2 separate regions of the Pan troglodytes genome follow, and region 2 is linked to region 1. A link is a contact called in public Hi-C data. All regions are on one chromosome and are shown on one strand. Each heading gives the region's core, a stretch centred on a gene start, on an enhancer-like site or on the middle of the called end of the contact. The rest is flanking DNA. Distances are from core to core; before and after follow the strand shown.

Region 1 (3,477 bases), core at 666-3,165:
TTTCCTTGAAGAGACCCTCAGCCCTTGCTCACCTAAGCTCAAAGAAAACCACCCACACTAAGATGCCAAACCACAGGGAAGTTTGTTCTCACATAAATTCCATGCCGAGGCTCAGGGTGGGCTTCAGGACTGGCTCCATCCAGGGGCTGTGGCCCCATTTCTCAGTGATTCTCTGTCTCCCCGAATTAACTGTGTCAGCTTCATCCTCAGTCTGGCTTCCTTCATGGTGGCAAAATGGTGGCAGCTGTCCCAGGCCTCAAACCCGCCCAGATGTCCAGAGACAAGGGAGGTGTTTCTTTCCTTGGCTCACTCTGAAGAGCAAGGAACCATTTTCACATCTCACTGTCTCAAACTAGGTCACACGCCCACCTCGAAGCCACTGGAGCTGCAACTCTGGGGCCCAGGGTAATGCCTGTGCTGACTGGCTCAAGCCTGGATTCCTCCACCAATCACAGTGCCCAAGACAGTGGGATGCTGCTTGGCCAGTCAGGCTCAGCCCTGGCCCAGGGATGCTTGGGGCAGGCCTGGGGAGAGGGGAGGGAGCTGGTGGACAACAGCAGAGGAACCCGAGCTCTAAAACGAGAGGACATTAGTCAAACACCAGAAAATCAAACTCTGTGGGCCTTTGCCTTAGGGCTGGGCAGCTAGGCTGACTGGTGGCTGTGTCCTAACATGGATCCTTCCTTTAGGATGCATCCTGGCTGGCCTGCACTTGGCACCTTACCTGATGCAGAGTGGTGATGGCTGGAGATGGAACCCCTCTGTTGTGGGCCACCTCCCCAAGGTTGACTAGGTCTTCAGAGACCCTTGGGAAACCATAGCTTTGGTTTATTTTATTTGTTTTTTTTATTTATTTAATTTTTTTTTTTTGAGACAGAGTCTCATTCTGTCACCCATCCTGGAGTGCAGTGGTGCGATCTCAGCTCCCTGCAACCTCCGCCTCCCAGGTTCAAGCAATTCTCTTGCCTCAGCCTCCCAAATAGCTAGGATTACAGGCATGTGCCACCGCACCAGGCTAATTTTTCTATTTTCTTTCTAGTAGAGATGGGGTTTCACCATATTGGTCAGGCTGGTCTCAAACTCCTGGCCTCAAGTGATCCACCCGCCTCAGCCTCCCAAAGTGCTGGAATTATAGGTGTGAGCAGTGACTGCACCAGGCCACTCTGTCAATTTTATATTTATGAAGCCATCTGAGGGTAGGTTTGACTCACATCTCAGACAAACAGCCCCAGGTGAAGAAAGGGATGTGTTATGGGCACTGGAGGCTGACATCCAGCCCACCTCTGTTCCTGATGGGCACAGCAGCCTCTCACACAGCACCAGGCAGGCACCGAGGTCCCCTGCCCATAACCTACAGCTTGCAGAGGGGGCATTTACAATAGAGCTGTTCTAGAAGGCCTCCCATTAAGTGGGGCCCCACTCACCAGGTGGCTGCTGGGGTGGCATCCAGGGTGCCCATCAGGCCCATGTTCTGGGTGATGCCTTTTTTTTTTTTTTTTTTTTAAGACACAGTCTCACTCGTGTCACCCAGGCTGGGGTGCAGTGGTGTGATTTCAGCTCACTGCAACCTCCGCCTCCTGGGTTCAAGCAATTCTCCTGCCTCAGCCTCCTGAGTAGCTGGGATTACAGACGCCCGCCACCATGCCTGGCTAATTTTTTTGTATTTTTAGTAAAGACGGGGTTTCACCATGTTGGCCAGGCTGGTCTTGAACTCCTGACCTTGGGTGATTCGCTGGCCTCGGCCCCTCAAAGTGCTGGGATTACAGGCGTCAGCCACCATGCCCGGCCCTGGGTGATGCTTTTGATGAGCACAGATTTAAGATGCCTTTAAACAGGAAGGCAGCAGCTTCCCTCTGGCAGCTGGGGACACGGGAGGAGCAGGAAGAGCAGCAATCTCCAGCCCAGCCCTGGCTCTGGAGCTCCCTCTACCCCTTGCCAGTATTAGGTGCTAGGTGCTTTTCAGGGTGCCACGGCCGTCACCATGACCCAGATCAGGACACAGTGCTGTGTATGTGTCACTGGCACCAAAAACTTTTCTGCAGCCCTAAACCAGCATACAGAATATGCTCTCAGCTTCAAATCAGGCAAATGTGCCTTGTTTTTTTATATCTTTAAGTGACATTATCATTAAAGTGATCGTGTTGTGCTCTGGAAGGAAAGGCACTCCTTGGCCAGACACTGCCTCAGAGTCAGCAAATGCTGGCCATTTCTGGGGAGGACAGGCGGCAGCCAGGAGCTCAGGGGAACCATGCACAAAACTTATCCACAGGGCCTCATCTCAGCAATGCTAAGTAAGTGAAAGCACAGTTGAAGAACAATATTATCCGTGCAATGCCCACAAAACCATACTATATAAGATGCGCAACATTTACGAGTGCAAACATATAGAAAATAAAGAGAGACCCCAGACTACCATCAGCAAGAGCGGCTGCAGCTGGTGAAGGGCCTGGAGGCTGGGTGGGCACAATATTAGCTCCACCATTAATATTGTTTATTCTTTCCACCACCTCCCTGGGGCAGCTGGGAGTGGAAGCCTGGCTGCACAGCGAGATGTGGTTTGATGTCTGACCTTGTTTTGGGTTTAAAGGCATCCAAGTAACTTGTCTCAGCACTTAGAAGTGCATCGGAGCCAAATGTCTCCAAAACTGGGCTTCGAGCCATAAGGAGAAAAAAGGAGGCCGCAGGCTTGGCAGGAGTGTGATGTGAGCGGAGGCTGGAATCAGCCCCTTGGGAATGCTATCTCTCTGGGGACAGGAGGAGGGCTTTCCTATAGCACCCCTCTCCCTCCAGCCAACTCAGCTCCAGGGAGTGAAGATAAATACTGAGCCACACCCAAGAGAGGGAGGGAGTGGGCAGGAGGGAGTGGGCAGAGTTTGGGGGATGGCGGGGAATGGGGAGAAGGTTTCCTTTTGAGGCCTTGTCATATACCAGGCACATTTCATTATATTATTCCTTAAAAAAATCCGAGGAGAATCTCTTCGTCGTCTCCCTTTATAAGATCAGGAAATGAGGCTTAGAGAGGCTGAGGGGCATGGCAGGGCTGGGGGCAAACACATGCCATCTAGCTGCAAAGCTGTGCCCCCTCCAGGGCAAAGGTGGCTCTGGACTTCAGGGGCAGCAGAATGTGGTGGTGCCAGTGACTAGGACCTGGGGACCGTCACCTCCAGAGTCAGCCTCATCAGCCTACAGGAAGTCTCAACGCTCCCTCAGCAGCTTCTGTGGTTCTCTGGCTGCAGGGCTAGGTCCTCAAAGCCCAGCCCTTCTGAATCGGAGTCCAGGGCTCGAGAGGTCTGCAAATGGGAAGCAGGGTCCGGGGAGCACCCCATGGAGGCAGACACGTGCCCATGCCGCAGGCCCAGCACACCTGCCTTAGGTGGGATTTATGACAACCCAGAGACCCTCCAGCCTGACCTGAGGCTGTGTGCAAAGATACACGTGCTTTGATTATCAAGAAAAATGGGACAGTAAAGTAGCTGT
Region 2 (3,466 bases), core at 104-2,603, 300 kb before region 1:
GACCTCGCCTTTTCCCCCCAAATTGGCGGCAATCCACAAAAATATACTTTTTAATCTGGTGACCATACAATACATAGGTACTTACATCAAAGGTGATAATATATTTAAGATGCTATATACACAAAGAGTTTGGCTCAACTTTTAATTTACATTTAGAATAAGTGTTCATGGCTTTTTTTTTCCAAGGTTCTGCTTGCAAGATATTTTTGTTTTCCCCTCTTAAAATAAAACTAAAGAGTTAAACCAAGATAAAGCTATTCTCTAAAAAAAAGTTACAACATATAGCTTTGGCTTATATAAATAATTCATAGCAGAATGTGTTCAAAAGTAGTGAATATAATTTTATATATAGTCATCAATTCATAAGGGTGTTTTCTTTCATATAAAATATACATGAGCTAAAATCAGTTTCTTTAATTTTTAAGATATGAATGTAAAAAGAAACTTCTGACATATTCCAATTATAACTTAATATATTAATTTTACTTTGTTAATGCTCTATATTTCTAGGCTAGTATTTTCTGAATATCTCATGCGTGTTTTCTATTCTCTTTCTTTATTAGCTAAAGATCACTTCTTGACCCAATACATTTTTGCACGTGCAAAACAGTTATGTGTGGGGCTTTTTTGTTTTGTTTGTTTTTAATATCAACAGCCCTTTCCCATGCAACCCTTTGCAACAGACACCCATGCCAGGTTGGAAAATATAAATGACATTTTATGTACAGTATTGCTTTCTTGGTTCCTGCTTTTCCACTGCTCTGTTCTACAAAGCATTTTCTCTTAAGTAACTACAGTCACCGCACAGTTAAATAAAACAAGTAGGGGGCCCTCTAGGTTTCTGCAAGCTAGTGTGGGAGAATTATATATGGGTACACGTTTCTCTGCAAAAACTGGTTATCTTTATGAAACAAGTAGTCCAAGGAAGTGCCAGACTTGTCTGTGCCTACAGGGTGCTTTGTCTGCCATGGGACACACATCTGCAGACCTACAAGGAGTTTGCAGGTAAGTGCCTGATTCTGTGTATGTAACACACACCCACACATACACACACACTCACACCCACATACATATATATGTAAAGGGATATATATATATGTATGTACATATAAATATATTTAACTCATGTCCTTATTTACCGATTTAGATATGTAGGGCAGGTCACTGCAGTAACACAAAAGTACAAACATCAGCTTGGAAGCCTTAGGTCACCCACGCGTCCATTCTCATTCGCTTTACAGAAGGGCTTTCTCTGTCCTCAGTGTTTGGGGGTCGGCCAAGCACAATTGGAGAATGGAAGTCGCCCCGTGGATCCTCCCGATCACTGCCATCATAGGAGCTACTAGAGCTGCTCAGACTGTCCACAGGGGAGCGCCCCATTTCCTGTCGGGGCTGGGGCTGCGGGGGTTGTGGCTGGGGCTGCGGTGGCGGCGGCGGCTGCTGCTGCTGCTGCTGCTGGAAGCCCGATGGGGTCATACGATCCCGAGGAGGTGAAATCGGTTCGGACTTGATGTTGATGTTTTGGTTGGTATTAATGGATAAATTGGAACCCTGAGATAACTGCCCTCCAGCACTGAAGGAAAAAAAAGAGAGAGGTCAGATGGCTTGCAAGTACCTCTGCAAAACTGGGATGATACAGTAGAGACACTGCCTGATGGAAAAGGGCCCAGAGTCTGAAATCTTATCAGAGTTCCCCAAGACTGGTTTGGGTCGTTTCCTTCAGTGCTTGGCACAAAAGGAAATCCCATCTTCCTAGGAGGAAAGAAAACAGTACCGTTGAGCCCTTACGTTACTTGGTTCTGTTACCCACAACGTTGGTACTTTTGCAGCTAAAGTATACGAAACAATGTCAGTGTCTTAATGCTGTGCAGGGACCAGAAAGACAGAGGAACAGCAGCCTCATCTGCTCACTGCCTCTTCTTCCTCAGCATCTGCTCCCCAACTGCTCTGGCCCTGTGACAGGGCACAACATCGCTCATCCTCGCAACACCTCGAAGGTGCAAGTCATACCACCCCATTTTCCAGAGGAGGAAATGAGGAGCTGGCTGAGAGCAGTAGAGGAGGATGCAAGCAGGCTGTTCCCCAGGCCTGGGCTCTGAGCCCTTTCCACTTGCTTTTCCAGGACCATTTCTAGTGCATTCATTTAGGATGCTCAGGATAGGCCTGAGGGCCAAATCCTGTGTAGGCAAATTTCCCTGAGATACTCTGCTGCTTTTTCCATGACATAATTCCTAAGAAGACCACTGACAACCATCCTCACTGTGCAGTTACTTCAGAATGGATGAGGGAAAGGGACTGCTGAGCTCAGGCTCTCTGGGGACTTCCTGGGCAGAGGCTAGGGGCCTGGGGTATTCCTACTGCCCAGAGCACAGGCAAGGCAGCCAGTCTTCATGGAGGCCAGCTGGGTCTGCTATGTTGTCCCCTCTCTTGGGACACTCTCCTCCAACTGCTCCATGGGTCTGCTGTCATCCTGGTTCCACAAAAGCCCTGTTCTTTCTCCCTGCTGTCAGGGATGTCTGGCCTCATCTGGGCGCCACTGTAAATTCTCTTTGCTTATATCCTTACAGCCTGCCCATAGGGAACGTTCTCTTTGTGAATGAGGTTTGGTGTGTGCATTGGGCTGGGATCAGTCACACAAATCCTATGGAGCCTGACTGATATATAAGACACCCTGTCCCCAGTTTTCCTTCCCTGTGGCCCAGGGAGAAAGCAACAGGTCCAGCTTGTCTTCCTATTCTTGTCTACAGATACTCACCGAAGCAGTCAATGGCAAGGGTGGCAGGGGGTCCTGAATGCCTACAGGCTGCCTTTCAAGCAGTGCAGCCAGAGGCAGGTGCTTGGGGGCAGGGGTGCAGCAGGCAGCTTCATCACTGGTCAGAGGGCAGAAGGATGGTGCATGTGGGTGGTATCTGTGCCTTCAGACCCCTTCAGATCCTGGTTGAGTCTCTCTACCTCAGGATGTCCCTATGGGAGAAGCCTTGCTCCCCAAATCCCTTCAAGGAATGCCTAGTTTGTCAGTATCCAAGCTACTGTCTAGAGCCATGTAAGAAAATATTTTCTCCCGACACTTGTATCTACCTGAAAAGGAATCATTACAGGATTCCTCACACGAAACTCAACAGAGCAAAAGGCTGTCACTGATAGGAAAAGAGAGTGTGTAGGCCAGGAGTAAAGATGCAGGGAAAACTTCTAATTACTCACACAAGAGAGCTGAGGGCTGCTTGTCCTAGGTGGTGCTGCTGCCAGGCCGACACCTGTCCCAGCGACAGCATTCCTGGCGAGTTGAAGCCTTGAAGGGCTGACAGGTCAGCGCTGGTCAGTGAATAATCTACAAAGGAAGACAAGAGGGCTCTGCATGTGATGGAAGGTCCATACGGAATCTATTTTTTAGGTAGCTACTGCAAAAGTTCCTACATTGAGGCCAGCCATGCTGGCTCATGCCAGTAATCCCAGCACTTTGGGAGGC

The links. A called contact is a pair of places that touch in the nucleus more often than the background predicts.
Region 2: a contact with region 1 is called in a Hi-C map of induced pluripotent stem cells, with 1.8 times the contacts expected there. The contact joins two enhancer-like sites. A contact is called at or near these places in 3 of 7 Hi-C or Micro-C datasets (induced pluripotent stem cells and stem cell-derived neural progenitor cells).

Annotation. Positions count from the first base shown.
Region 1 is chr16:91,221,734-91,225,210 of NHGRI_mPanTro3-v2.0_pri, reverse strand. No RefSeq gene overlaps it. Among named protein-coding and RNA genes, the nearest start is that of MEF2A, 160 kb to the left of the region's middle. Within about 2 kb of position 1,915, at least 6 of the 24 cell types and tissues checked have an H3K27ac peak or open chromatin away from gene starts, as enhancers often do. A contact at or near this core is called in induced pluripotent stem cells, where this site is marked.
Region 2 is chr16:91,524,323-91,527,788 of NHGRI_mPanTro3-v2.0_pri, reverse strand. It overlaps MEF2A (myocyte enhancer factor 2A), which reads right to left. Exons shown (of 11, transcript XM_016927526.4): 10 at 3,202-3,328; 11 at 1-1,573. The coding sequence ends at 1,204. Among named protein-coding and RNA genes, the nearest start is that of LYSMD4, 21 kb to the left of the region's middle. Within about 2 kb of position 1,353, at least 9 of the 24 cell types and tissues checked have an H3K27ac peak or open chromatin away from gene starts, as enhancers often do. A contact at or near this core is called in induced pluripotent stem cells, where this site is marked.